Regions from separate parts of the Mus musculus genome. Here region 2 is linked to region 1. The links are chromatin contacts, called in public HiChIP or PLAC-seq maps. All regions are on one chromosome and are shown on one strand. Each heading gives the region's core, a stretch centred on a gene start, on an enhancer-like site or on the middle of the called end of the contact. The rest is flanking DNA. Distances are from core to core; before and after follow the strand shown. Region 1 overlaps Mmp3 (matrix metallopeptidase 3). Region 2 has its middle 33 kb from the start of Birc3.

Region 1 (6,640 bases), core at 1,299-3,798:
TCTTGTTCAGTCTCTTTTGCTATGGGAGCTTTCATTAAAAAAAAAAAAATCAATGCACAGGAAGGAAAAGAAGATATAAACAGTCTACTTATAATGGTGAAATGGAAAGTGTATTTAATTTTTAAAAATAGTTTTATTATTTGTGTATATGAGTATTCTCTCTCTCTCTCTCTCTCTGTGTGTGTGTGTGTGTGTGTGTGTGTGTGTATGCATCACATGCTTACAGTGCCCTTAGAGGCAGAAATGTGCATAGAATTTCTCAGGAATAGGAGCGACAGATGGTTGGGAGCCACCATGTGGGTTCTGGGGACCTAACCTGGAACCCTCATAAAAGCAGCTAGTGCTCTTAACACCTGAGCCATTACTGCAGCCACAATATTCCACTTCTATCTATGAAGGTATTTCTGTGTGAGAATATCTGCATGTTCATGCAGGTGCCCACAGAGGCTAGAAGAGGGATCCATTAGTTTCTCTGACCCTGGAATTACAGGCAGCTATAAGTCACCTGAATTTGTATGGGGATATGAACTCCAGTTATGGGGAAACAACAGCAAAAGTGCTCTTAACCACAAAGGCATTGCTAGCCATAGGAATTGTATTTCTGATCAGTAACTCAGTCCACACATGTGTGCACATGCATACATACATGAATACATATGGTTGTATATTCATATGATCATGTACTTGTGGATGAAAAAGGATGATGATTCTCTAAGCCAGATTTAAGAAAAACAGTAACAAACAGTATTCCTGTAGTAGGCTGTTGTCTCTGTTCTTCTTGGAGCTATTTTTTAAAGACTATATTAAAGGCAGATTTATTGGGAAGCTGCTCTGGGTGCCAGCTAGTTCACTGGCTCTGGGGACAGAGGTCTGGGAAGTTGCCAAAGGGGAAGTGGGGAGGAGAGGGAGAGAGAAAGAGAGAATGGGTAGCCATGCAGAGAAGGAAGAGAAGAAGCACAGCTATGGTTTTAAGAGCTAAACTTTAGCTTATTAAAACCACATGGTGCTAAGTAAGCTTGCCATGTATGTGCAGAACTTGGAAAGGCTACTAGAGTTGCACAGCGCTCACGAGTGTGGGGAGCACACCCTCCATGCACTGCTGAGCTGTACTTCTGTCATTTTGGGCAGGTTTGATGAGAAGAAACAATCCATGGAGCCAGGATTTCCCAGGAAGATAGCTGAGGACTTTCCAGGTGTTGACTCAAGGGTGGATGCTGTCTTTGAAGCATTTGGTAAGAGGACACTTATTCTGTTGGCAATGGGGCCCTTGACATACTCTGTGGTATGAGAGAACAGAAGAGAAATAATTTTAATAACACGGTTAAAAAAACAAACAAACAAACCTCAGTAGTCTCCTTCCTTCCAAAAATTTCAACCCCTTTGTTTTCGTGGCCATTGCAGCTCTCCTTGGGTGAGCTGCTTTGACTCATGAAGGTGATTAACAAAAAATGCCTCTATCTTTTTTTTCCTTTTTAAATATTTTTATTAGGTATTTTCCTCATTTACATTTCCAATGCTATCCCAAAAGTCCCCCATACTCTCCCCCCCCAACTCCCCTACCCACCAACTCCCACTTTTTGGCCCTGGCATTCCCCTGTACTGAGGCATATAAAGTTTGCATGACCAATGGGCCTGTCTTTCCACTGATGGCTGACTAGGCCATCTTTTGATTGAAACACGAGCTCTGGGGGTACTGGTTAGTTCATATTGTTGTTCCACCTATAGGGTTGCAGACCCCTTTAGCTCCTTGGGTACTTTCTCTAGCTCCACCATTGGGGGCCCTGTGATCCATCCAATAGCTGACTGTGAGCATCCACTTCTGTGTTTGCTAGGCCCCAGAATAGTCTCATAAGAGACAGCTATATCAGGGTCTTTTCAGCAAAATCTTGCTAGTATATGCAATGGTGTCAGCATTTGGAGGCCCTCCAGGTCCAACCATTTGCCTAGGAATTTCATAAATTCATTCTTTTTAATAGCTGAGTAGTATTATCTTATGCAGAAGCGAAAGACCAAAGTGCTGACAAGTCACTGCCTCACTTTGTGAGCCTTTCTTTCTCTTTCTTTTTGTTTTTATTGTTGTTGTTGTTGTTTTTTGGGGTTTTTGTTGGTTTTTTTTTTCTTTTTGGTTTTTTGTTTGTTTGTTTTGAAACAGGGTTTCTCTGTATAGCCCTGGCTGTCCTGGAACTCACTTTGTAGACCAGGCTGTCCTCGAACTCTGAAATTTACCTACCTCTGCCTTCCAAGTGCTGGAATTAAAGGCATGGCCACCACTGCCTGGCTTTGTGATGTTCTTCCAAAGCTCCCATCAGTGGTTGGGCCCTGGTAAGGCCTTCTCTACCCAACCTGTTTGAACCACTCAATCTCAGACTTTGTCTTTCCTGACTCCTTTAATGACAGACAACTTTGGTTCCTTGTAAACATTCCCCTTTCCATTACCTAAAGCTTAAAAGATGTGTTTCCTATGAAAGGGTAAGTGAGTAAAAGCTAGTGATCTTTATTGACAGTGCAGACGGTCCGGAAGGGGTGTGGTGACTAATCTTCCCTAGGTCCTGAAAAGCCTTGGGCTAGGATATGACACAGGAAGGAGGGAGGGGTTAGGAAGAAAGGAAATAGATCATAGATTCAAACAAGAAGGAATTTTCTTCCTGAATAGAAAGCAGAAAAGCAAGAGATCTTCCTCCTACCCTAAAGGCAGCAAGATCTCCCTCCTGACTTGCACAGTATGATGGGACAAGTATTTCCTTCTGTTTTCAACTCCTTTATCAGAAAGATGTGATTAGATTTACTTAACAGAGCTCTTGCCCAGCCAAATTGTTTAAATAGTAGTTTTGTTAAATGCTTGACATTCTTCCTGTCATGTAGTAAAAGTACAGAGACTCTGTTGTTTGTTCTTGCTGCTGACTTCTCAGAGGAGCAAGGGTTTGAATCCAGGACATGGAGCACGCTAGGCAAGTGTCTCTCCACTGACTCACACCCCTGATTCTTTCTGCTTTCCACTTACCTTTCACTGAGGTTTTTTTTTTTTTTTTTTTTTTTTTTTAACTTTCCCAAATTTTTACTTTGAAGAAAGTGACTCAAGGGCTCTCTCATCTTTACATACAGGGTTTCTCTACTTCTTCAGTGGATCTTCGCAGTTGGAATTTGACCCAAATGCCAAAAAAGTGACCCACATATTGAAGAGCAATAGCTGGTTTAATTGTTAAAAAGAGATCCAAGGAAGGCATCCTGTGTTTTAACTGATGCTTATAGTTCTTCATCTGAGTCTTTGTGAAAGGAAGTGCTTTGTTCAGCATGTGCTATGGCAGAACCAAACAGGAGCTATGGATGACACCAGTCAACGTCAAGTTGTCAAAGGATGTTCAGAAGCACTGTGTAGCTTACACTGTGTCCCAAGGAGAGGAGGGAAGGCACTCCTGGGCCACAAACAAGTGTCTGAACTGTGTAGATGGTTTGTTTTATTTAATAAAGATTGTGTGTCGTTTATTAAATTATGGTTGCTTGCTTGTTGATTTCCAGAACAAGTGCTCAGGACCTTGGGCAGTGATGGACTGAGCAATACATCACTTGAGATGCTGGGTTCCTGGAAGTAGCACATTTGCTGTCTCCATGCTGAGTTTATTCATAAAGAAAATGGAACACTTGCTCGGCTAATGTACCACTACAAACAGGAAAATACAAAAAGGGCATTCTCTCCACCTAGACATATGTTTTCTGCCATATCCAATGGAAAAAGCTAAGGGTGAGGCTGACATTACAGGGCTAGCTTTTAATAACTACAATGTGAGTACTATCATGTATGTACTCACAGCAAACTAGTTTGAATGCCTCATTTTGCAAATGAGGGAGTCAAGGCTATCCATTAGCTTACATATTTCCTCAGCATTGTTCCTTCCTGTCTCAATCATCAACGTGGCTCACAACTACCCTGTGTATACATGAAAATATCATCTTGTACTGGGCATGGTTGTGCACCCCTTTAATCCCAGCACTTGAGAAAGAAGGCCAGCCTGATCTACATAGTGAGTTCCATAATAACCAGAGCTGTATAGTGGGACCCTGTCTCAAAGAAAAAAAGAAAGAAAGGAAAGAAGGAAGGAAGGAAGGAAGGAAGGAAGGAAGGAAGGAAGGAAGGAAGAGGGGGGGAGAGGGGGAAGGAGGGAGAAAGAGAGAGAGAAAGGAAGAAAGAGAAGTAAATGGGATTCTGTCTCAAATAAATAAGTGAATAGATTTTATATATATACATACATACATACATACATACATACATACATACATACATACATTCATGGAGGAGGAGGAGAAGGAGAAGAACAAGATGAACAAGAAGAACAAGAAGAACAAGAAAAACAAGACCAAGAAGAAGAAGACCAAGTCCAGGAAGAAGAGGAGGAGGAGGAGGAGGAGGAGGAGGAGGAGGAGGAGGAGGAGGAGGAGGAGGAGGAGGAGGAGGAGGAGGAGAGCCGGATGGTGGTGGTGTACACCTTTAATCCCAGCACTTGGGAGGTAGAGGCAGGCGGATTTCTGAGTTTGAGGACAGCCTGGTCTACAAAGTGGTTCCAGGACAGCCAGGGCTACACAGAGAAACCCTGTCTCAAAACAAACAAACAAACAAACAAACAAACAAAAAAGGAGAACTAATCATCTTGTGCTCATTTTGTATCTGTATGTGCCACAAGGTGAAGTCCATTTGCAAAGGGCAATTACAAAACCCATTTCTCATCCCTCAGTATCACTTGAATTTTAATGCCTAACATGCAGAGGGCTCACAGTTACCTTTAGACTTTTTATCCACTAGACAATAATTTATTAATCATATTCCAAGTGCCAGGCATTTTGATAGACTAGAGGTATAGAAACCCAAAAGTATGCATACAATTCCTGGCTTCATTGGGATAATTATAATCATCATTAAAATCTAGCAAAGATGTACAAATAATCATAAATCTGGAGAAACAGTTATAATGTTAAGGAGTTATAAAAGAAAACACACTTTTGTGTATACTTCTAGGATGCTCTTCTTGGAACTATATACTTTCAAGAGAAGATGTTAGGGCTGGGGAAAACACAGAACAGAATCTGGCTGTGGTGGAAGGTTGGAAAATGAGAATATATAAGCAGAAGAAATTTCTAAGCAGCTTTGTACAAAGGACAGTCAACATGAAGAAAGGCTGTAGACTTTGCTGTGATCTAGCTTCTGGCCCCTGCACTCTTCTATTCTGATTCTCTTCTGTAGATTTTACCTAAAGGCTCCAGAATGGCTTAGTACCTATTGTCCCCAGAACCTTTGACACTAAAAAGGTCTAGTACTCTGTGTTTACAGGAAGTGCGGACTGTCTGACCTGAGGGTAGGGGGAAGGAGAACAGATGCTGGGGATCTACTGAGGAGTTAGCAATAAACCGTCAGAAGATTGAATTTGATGCAATGAGAAGGTAAAAACCCAGCAGCTCACCAATCAGTGAAATTATATTATATAATATAAATACTAGACATATTATAGTTAGACTTTGGAGTTCCTGCGATTAAAGTTGTGTACTACCATGCCCAGTTACAAGGATTTGAGGAAAGTTGATGGCTGAGGCAGGGAGGGGCTTTACTTAGGGAATATGTAAGTTAAAGTGATAAGTTTGAGTTCCTCACCTGTGAAATGAGACATTCAACCTAGATTATTTGCTATGAGTACAGAATTCATTCCTGTTATTAAAAATCAGCCCTATCGCCGGGCGTGGTGGCGCACGCCTTTAATCCCAGCACTTGGGAGGCAGAGGCAGGCAGATTTCTGAGTTTGAGGCCAGCCTGGTCTACAAAGTGAGTTCCAGGACAGCCAGGGCTATACAGAGAAACCCTGTCTCGAAAACAAACAAACAAACAAACAAACAAAACAAAAACCAAAAGAAAAAAAACAACCCAAAACAAAAAACAGCCCTATAATATGTCTCTATTATAGGATATGTATGTAGGTATTTGTGTATGCATGTATATATGGACAAGAAAAACCATGAGCCATTTTCTTCAAAGTAGAAAGTTGGGGAAGTAAAAAACTCAGTGGAAAGCAGAAAGAATCAGGGGTGTGAGTCAGTGGAGAGACACTTGCCTAGCATGTTCCATGTCCTGGGTTCAAATACTTGCTCCTCTGAGAAGTCAGCAGCAACAACAAACAAGAGTCTCTGTACTTTTACTACATGACAGGAAGAATGTCAAGCATTTAACAAAACTAGTATTTTAACAATTTGGCTGGGCAAGAACTCTGTTAAGTAAATCTAATCACATCTTTCTGATAAAGGAGTTGAAGGCAGAAGGAAATACTTGTCCCATCATACTGTGCAGGTCAGAAGAGAGACCTTGCTACCTTTCTTTTTTCAATCGGGAAAAGGGTAAGGGAGAGTAGTTTGGAGGAAAGTAGTGATAATTTCTCAGGCCAGAAGGACAGGGCCATGACAGGGAGGCTCGAGGACATTAAAGAAACAGTCCTGGTGGCTTCAGATGCTCGCTCTCGGTTTCAAACCCAAGTTCTATGCCCAGCATGGGCACATGCTGGCCCTGCAATCACAAAGACTCATGTCTCTGTCCAAATGATGCTGTCCCTGTGACCTAGGACTAGGGTTTGGGCTTGGTGGGTTCAGACTGTCCTTGTAATCGCAG
Region 2 (6,568 bases), core at 3,340-5,839, 450 kb after region 1:
ACGTCCTGTCCATCATCTCCATGGGATGGTATATTTTGCGTGGCTCTGGATCCTTCTGGAGTCAGGGCCATGTGGAATGCAGTGGATCTCTGGGCTCCTGACTTTGATGTTTATAGCTTGGTCCTGCTTCCTGCTTGATCTTGATGTACCCAGATGTGAGCAAGTGGCCTTATCTCCTTGCTGCCACAGCTAAGAGGCCCTTCCAACACTGCCTTCCTGGCAGTGGCAGCCTGTGTGGTCAAACCATGAACCCAGACACAGCCTTCCTTAAGCTGCTCATTGGGCTTCTCTGCTGGACACACTGTCTGCAGCTGTATCACTCACACCTCACCCTGGAGCCTCTGCATTTTTAATGCTCCAGCCCCTGCCACTGAGGTTTTGCTTTCTACCTGCAATGCCTCTCTCCCTTAGAACATTCCACGAGGTTCCTGTTGTCTCTCATGAGTCAACTCAAATACCCCCTCCCCATTTATTACTTCCAGGTCTCCTACTTAAGTCAGCTTAGCTACTCTTTTGTCCTTGGGACCACAAACTCCTAAACATGCCTACAGAAGGGTCCCTCACAGTTCTCTGTAATTACCGATTTCTGTTTCTGTCTAGACTCTAGAGTGAGCTCCAGAGAATAGAGAGGGAACTGTGGTTGCTGTTGATAATATTTTAAGACAGGATTTCACATATCCAGGCTGGCTTTCAATTCACTATGTACCTGGGGATTATCCTGAACCTCTGTCCTTCCGGCTTCTACCTCCCAAATGCTAAGGTAACAGGCCTGGGTCACCAGACAGGACAGGGTTCGAGTTTCTCATAATGAAAATCCCATGGATTAGTCAGCACTCTCAGCTATGATGAAAGTGCTTAGGAAGCCGAGAGACAAGTACCCCCCACCCCACCCCCACCCCCGCTCTCTGGCAGTAGGAAGACTTCCAAAACAGTTCCCACTTAGCTTTAATCAGGAATCTCTCAGGAAATTCCACATAAAGAAAATACTACGTGGAAGTATTTGAGTCTGTATGAAAACAAACCAGGTCTTAAAGTGAGTTGTGGATCAGTGAGAGGTCTCAGAGGATGCTTGCAACTCAGCCTGAGAACCAGAGTTCAATCCTTGGAAGAAACCACATGGTGGGAAGAAAGAGTTGACTTCCTCAGGTTGTCCTCCACATGCATGCCAGGACACACCCACACACATACACACACACACACACACACACACACACACACACACACACACACACAAAAAGATGCAATGTAATAAAAATAAAACCTTTTAAAAGACAAAAACCAAAACCAAACAAAGCTTGGATCACAGCCAAGACTGAGCTCCTAGCCATGAGGGTAGCGGACAACTGAAAGATTATTGAAAGGATAGGGACACAACAGATTAAGATTATCACGCCAGTCTCAGGAAGAATACTTTCTCAAATTTGTGGTTCCTAGATCATATGTTGTCACATAAAATCACACATACATGTGTAGGTTAGGTTTGAGAACAGACATGATGTCATCAGCCGGGAGGTGTGGAACAAAGAGCTGATGGAGTTGGGGAAGGCATGTTCCATCTGTGTATCTCCTAGAAGAAAACAGATAGAAATGTTTAAAGAATAAAGAAAGATGTGGAGCTAAAACCAACATGTATTTACTACAGTGTTCTCTGGTAGAGTTTCAGGTAGTAAGCTATATGATGAGGATTCTGTTTTAGATGTCACTGGCCACTGTAGAGAGCAGATAAGATTACGGTACAGAAGGAGACAGAGGGGGGAGAAAGAGGGCATGCCAGATCATCCTACTGTCGGACAGATTTCAGTATGTCCACATGCTGGAGGCTGCTGGGGGTGAGGTCAGGTACGATTGACCCTCACTTATTGTTTCTGAGGAAACAGTGCCCAGGCCTCTAAGGTGATTTTCAATTGCATTTTTGGAGCATTACCCATCTGTGCTTTGGGACGGACTATTCTGGGAGCTAGAGCCCGAAGCCCCTCAAATGCCAGTTATAGTGAACGTTACTGTGAAGACAAGCATATATTTAGTAGTAGGAGTAGTAGTAGTAGTATGAATGTTTTGCCTGTATGCAGGCCTGGTGCTCAGGAAGGTCACTTCATGGCCCCTGGAATTGGAATTACAGATAGTTCTGAGCCACTATATAGGTGCTGATAATCAAATCTCTGGAAGAGCACATTATATATCTAAAGGAATCATCACTTTGCTGTAACAAATCAGCTGTGTACTGCTACCAATTTACTGCTCAGTAGGAATGGAGACCAATTCTTACACTTTCTTTGCCTGTCAACAAGTACAAAAGCTATCTCTTTTAGTAAATAACAAAAGCTGGGCTGGAGGCTGGGTGTGTGTTGGTAAAGGGCTTGCCCTGCATGCACAAATTGCTGTGCTTGAGCCCCAACACTGAATAAACTGGACATGGTGTCACACACCTGTAAGTTTAGTATTACAATGGGAGACAACCAGATGTCTAAGGTCATCCTTGCTTGGATAATTAAAGCTTCACTGAGGATATGACAGTTGATAGAGTATTTGTGTCCACAAAGCCCCAGTGAGGCAGCATAAACCAGGCTTGGCGGTTCATGCGTAAAAGTCTAGCACTAAGGAGGCTAAGGCAGGAGGATTAGATGTTTGATGATATACTGCTGTGGTGGTTTGACTAGGTATCCCCCCTCACCCCATAAACTTTGAATGCTTGGCCCACAGGTAATGGTACTCTTCAGAGGTGTGGCCTTGTTAGAGAAAGTGTGACACTGTAGGGGCAGGCTTTGAGGTCTCCTATGCTCAAGCTATGCCCAGTGTCATCCACAGCCTCCTTTCTGCTGCCTGTGGATCAAGATGTAGAACTCTCAGCTCCTTCTCCAGAATATTGTCTGCCCCCCTGCTGCCATGATTTCTGCAGTGATGATAATGGACTAAGCCTCTGAAAATATAAACCAGCTCCAATTAAATATTTTTCTTTATAAGAGTTGCCTTGGTCATGGTGTCTCTTTACAGCAAAATAAAAGTTAATAAAGACAACTGGGCTACATGAGACTCTGTATTATAAACACCAAGTAGACGATAAATCACAGTGTTCTTGTATCTTTGGCCATGAGCCTTGCCTTCTCTCAGAGAAGTCATCTCTCAGACCAATTACAGCATCCTTAAGTCTCAAACAACTGGAAGAGGATATGGAAAATGTCGATCAGGTATAAATAGGTAAAAGCCTGAAGGAAATGTATTTTACTGCCTTTGGGCTTAAAATAATTAGTTATCATTACACAAACTGTTTCAGAAGGAATATAATTATATCCAGTGCTTACAGTAAAAAGCTTCTATGTTCTCTGGAAGCAAGATTTTGGCTTACCCTTAAAGTAATTTACACTTAAGAGGCCTTATCTGCTGCCCTGTCCCAGGATCAGTCCCTACAGAAGCTTCTGACCCCAAGGCTAGTAATAACAGTCTTAAGTTACAATATAACCTAGATGGGATCACACTGACTGTGATAAGGAAATGAATGACTGCAAAGCTGTGGCCAGACCAGCTACTGGCAGGAGACAGCCTGTTTAGAATCAACTTGAGAAAACTGGAGCAGAAGACAGATATGAGAAGTTAGCTCATTAGCCCGGAGCAAAATAAAGGACTCAATAACTAGAAAACATAGCCAGGAGGTGTGGCAGACACCACTTGTGTGGTTTAAAGAAGTAAGGAAAAGTTAGGGAGTCGTGCTACACACTACATGAAATCAACTTTGTTGGAGAACACACTTATTTGTGTCTACCTCTTCATGCTCCAGTAGCGCCACAGCCTGGGGATTCAGCCTTCAACACATGGTCCATTGGGGATGTTCAAGAGCCAAAGCATGGCAGAGTGAAAGCAAGGCAGTGAGGTGAAGCAGAAGGCGGTAGTAGAAGTTTAGAAAAGTGGACTTTAATGAAGTTGCTAAAAAGAATATGCTGCCAAGGCTGACTGGGACGTCATGTACAGGAAGGCTGTTACCAATGGCACAGTATTTGCCAAAGTTATATAAGAAATGCACTAGTGATAGGGGACTAGCCTCATGCCTATGGTTTGAATATGTCTCCTTCCAAAGTCAGGTGTTACCAATGTGATAGCAAAAGAAGTGGGACCTTTAAGGTCATGAGACCATTACAGCTCTCTCCTTGTGTGTGAGACTACTAGAAAAGGTTTCTCACCATTTTCAACTAGCTTGCCTTTTTTTTAAAGATTTATTTATTATTATACATAAGTACACTGTAGCTATATTCAGATGCGCCAGAAGAGGGCATCAGATCTTATTACGGGTGGTTGCAAGCCACCATGTGGTTGCTGGGATTTGAACTTTAAGGAAGAGCAGTCAGTGCTCTTACCTGAAGAACCATCTCACCAGCCCAACTAGCTTCCCTTCATCTTCCCCCCAGGAGGATCACAACATTGAACTGGCCTGCACTGCCTTGAATTTCTTTTCCACAGCTGCAAGAATCAGCATCTGCAAACCCCTGTGACTATGAGTCAGCTATTTTGCTGTAGAAGCACTGACTGACAAGCTTCAGGGAGTTCAGTGATGGCTCTGCTGGACAGGACTGATGCAGAGACAAAGGATCTTTACAGAACAAAGGATCTTTCAGAACCCTGAGGAGGTTAGACCCTGAAGCAACAGGGTGGGGAGGCCTTCCTAGTAAGAAACAGAACTATGTTATTACTGTAATGACTGACAAGATCAGTAGGAATAGCCAAGGAAGCCCAAGCTGGGGAGTGACAGAAATGCTTAACAGAACAGTCTCCCCAGGGGCAAAATGCATGGATAGGCAACAAGGGTAAACCCTAGCCCTGCAGTTCAAAGAATCAATGTGAACAGAAAGGAAGCTGAAGCTGGTCATGGAGAAAGTCCCAACTCCTCTCTCTCTCTGTCTCTCTCTCTCTCTCTCTCTCTCTCTCTCTCTCTGTCTCTCTCTCTCTGTCTCTCTCTCTCTCTCTCTCTCTCTCTCTCTCGATTTATTTATTTATTTATTTTATGTATATGACTACTCTGTCATTGTCTTCAGACACACTAGAAGAGGGCAACTTATCCCATTACAGATGGTTGTGAGACACAATGTGGTTGCTAGGAATTGAACTCAGGACCTCTGGAAGAGCAGTCAGTGAACCATCTCCCAAACCCATTTTTCTTTCCTTTAATGGTGCTTTGTCTGCATGTAAATCTGTATACCTCATAAAGGCATCAGCCCCCCTCCCGCCCCCCTCCCGCCCCCCTCCTGCACCCCTCCTGCCCCCCTGCAAACTCTAGTTATGGATAGTTATGAGCCACTGCAAACTCTAGTTATGGATAGTTATGAGCCACCACAGACAGGGGTGCTGGGAATCAAACCTGGGTCTAGCATCCAGTGCTTTTAAACACTGAACCTGAAAGTAAGAAAACTAAATTCAAGACTTCAAAGCCCTAGCCAGAAAGTTTATTCAAGGTCCATGACTCATGCGGCTTACTAGTTAGGAGGGTTTTTTGGGCTCAGAGCAAAGAACAAAGGCTGCAAAGTCATTCCAGGAACCAACTAGCCATAAAGATAGGGAAGACATACAAGAATGTCCAGACTGGCCCGGCGCCTCCCTATCTCCTGCCCTTCTGACCTAAGTTAAATGTTAACCAGACGCTTTGCTGTTACCTCGATCTGCATGTACAGTCCGCTGATGTTTAAATGGACCAATCATGTGAAACCGCGCCAATTCCTCCCCCAGCCCCAGACCCTTTTCTATAAAAACCCCTAGCTTTCAAGCCTCAAGCCTCGTGGTCGAATCCACTGTCTCCTGCATGAGATACGTTTTGACCCGGAGCTGTGCCATTAAACTACCTCGTGTATTTACATCAAGATAGTCTGTTCGTGATTCTTGGGTGGACACTGAATCAGAAGTTGAGTGGGGGTTTCCCCACTAGGTTCTTTCAAACCATCTCTCTAGCCCCTGCATCAGTCTCAACTTAGAGAACCCTGACTGATAGAGAGAATGTGTCCTCAAGAGGCCTTGCCTGATGTACATTAATGGCAGAGTACTTGTCTTCATAGCAAGTTCTAGGCCTGGGCTACATGGAATTCTGTCTCAAAAGGGGGAAGGGGAAGGGAGTAGAAGAGATAACATGGGGGAGAGAGGGGATGTTGACAGTGGCTGAGAGTACAGAGTGCAAGCACACAGTGTTGGCCTTCAGAGTGTGAAGAATTCATGGTGAGACACCCCCACCATCCCGCCACCCCAGGAGCAAATGCAGGCATTAGGTGCTTTTGCTGTTAAGGGGTTGTGTATTTTCTCTTCTAGTGGCTTCTATTTATTAGTGAAAAAGGAATAAAAGTGACTGGCTAAGCACTGGTTTTATGCTCTGAGGGCTACCGCTCCACTGAAGCACTTGGAACAGAGCCATAACATACTCAGGCACAGCCCAGACACCAAGATTCAAGGTAGCGAGGGAGGTGAGAGAGAATGTGGGACTCGGGACCTTGCCAGGATACTTGATAAGACCAAGCTGGTCTGAGTTCCCAGTTTCTGGGCACTTGCCTGAGACTTAGGCAACTTCCTGCTCCCTGCCAGATACCTGGCCTGGAACATG

What was found. HiChIP or PLAC-seq counts read pairs in DNA pulled down with a chosen protein or histone mark.
Region 2: an H3K27ac HiChIP or PLAC-seq map of trophoblast stem cells shows a contact between it and region 1, with 4 times the contacts expected there. The contact joins two enhancer-like sites. A contact is called at or near these places in 3 of 39 promoter capture datasets (the C10 cell line, neutrophils and pre-B cells) and 1 of 115 datasets of contacts at active chromatin or transcription factors (trophoblast stem cells).

Annotation. Positions count from the first base shown.
Region 1 is chr9:7,452,488-7,459,127 of GRCm38.p6, forward strand. Mmp3 (matrix metallopeptidase 3) reads left to right here. Exons shown (of 10, transcript NM_010809.2): 9 at 1,129-1,232; 10 at 3,103-3,488. The coding sequence ends at 3,203. Among named protein-coding and RNA genes, the nearest start is that of Mmp1a, 8.3 kb to the right of the region's middle. Within about 2 kb of position 2,549, at least 9 of the 459 cell types and tissues checked have an H3K27ac peak or open chromatin away from gene starts, as enhancers often do. A contact at or near this core is called in trophoblast stem cells, where this site is marked.
Region 2 is chr9:7,903,267-7,909,834 of GRCm38.p6, forward strand. No RefSeq gene overlaps it. Among named protein-coding and RNA genes, the nearest start is that of Birc3, 33 kb to the left of the region's middle. Within about 2 kb of position 4,590, at least 19 of the 459 cell types and tissues checked have an H3K27ac peak or open chromatin away from gene starts, as enhancers often do. A contact at or near this core is called in trophoblast stem cells, where this site is marked.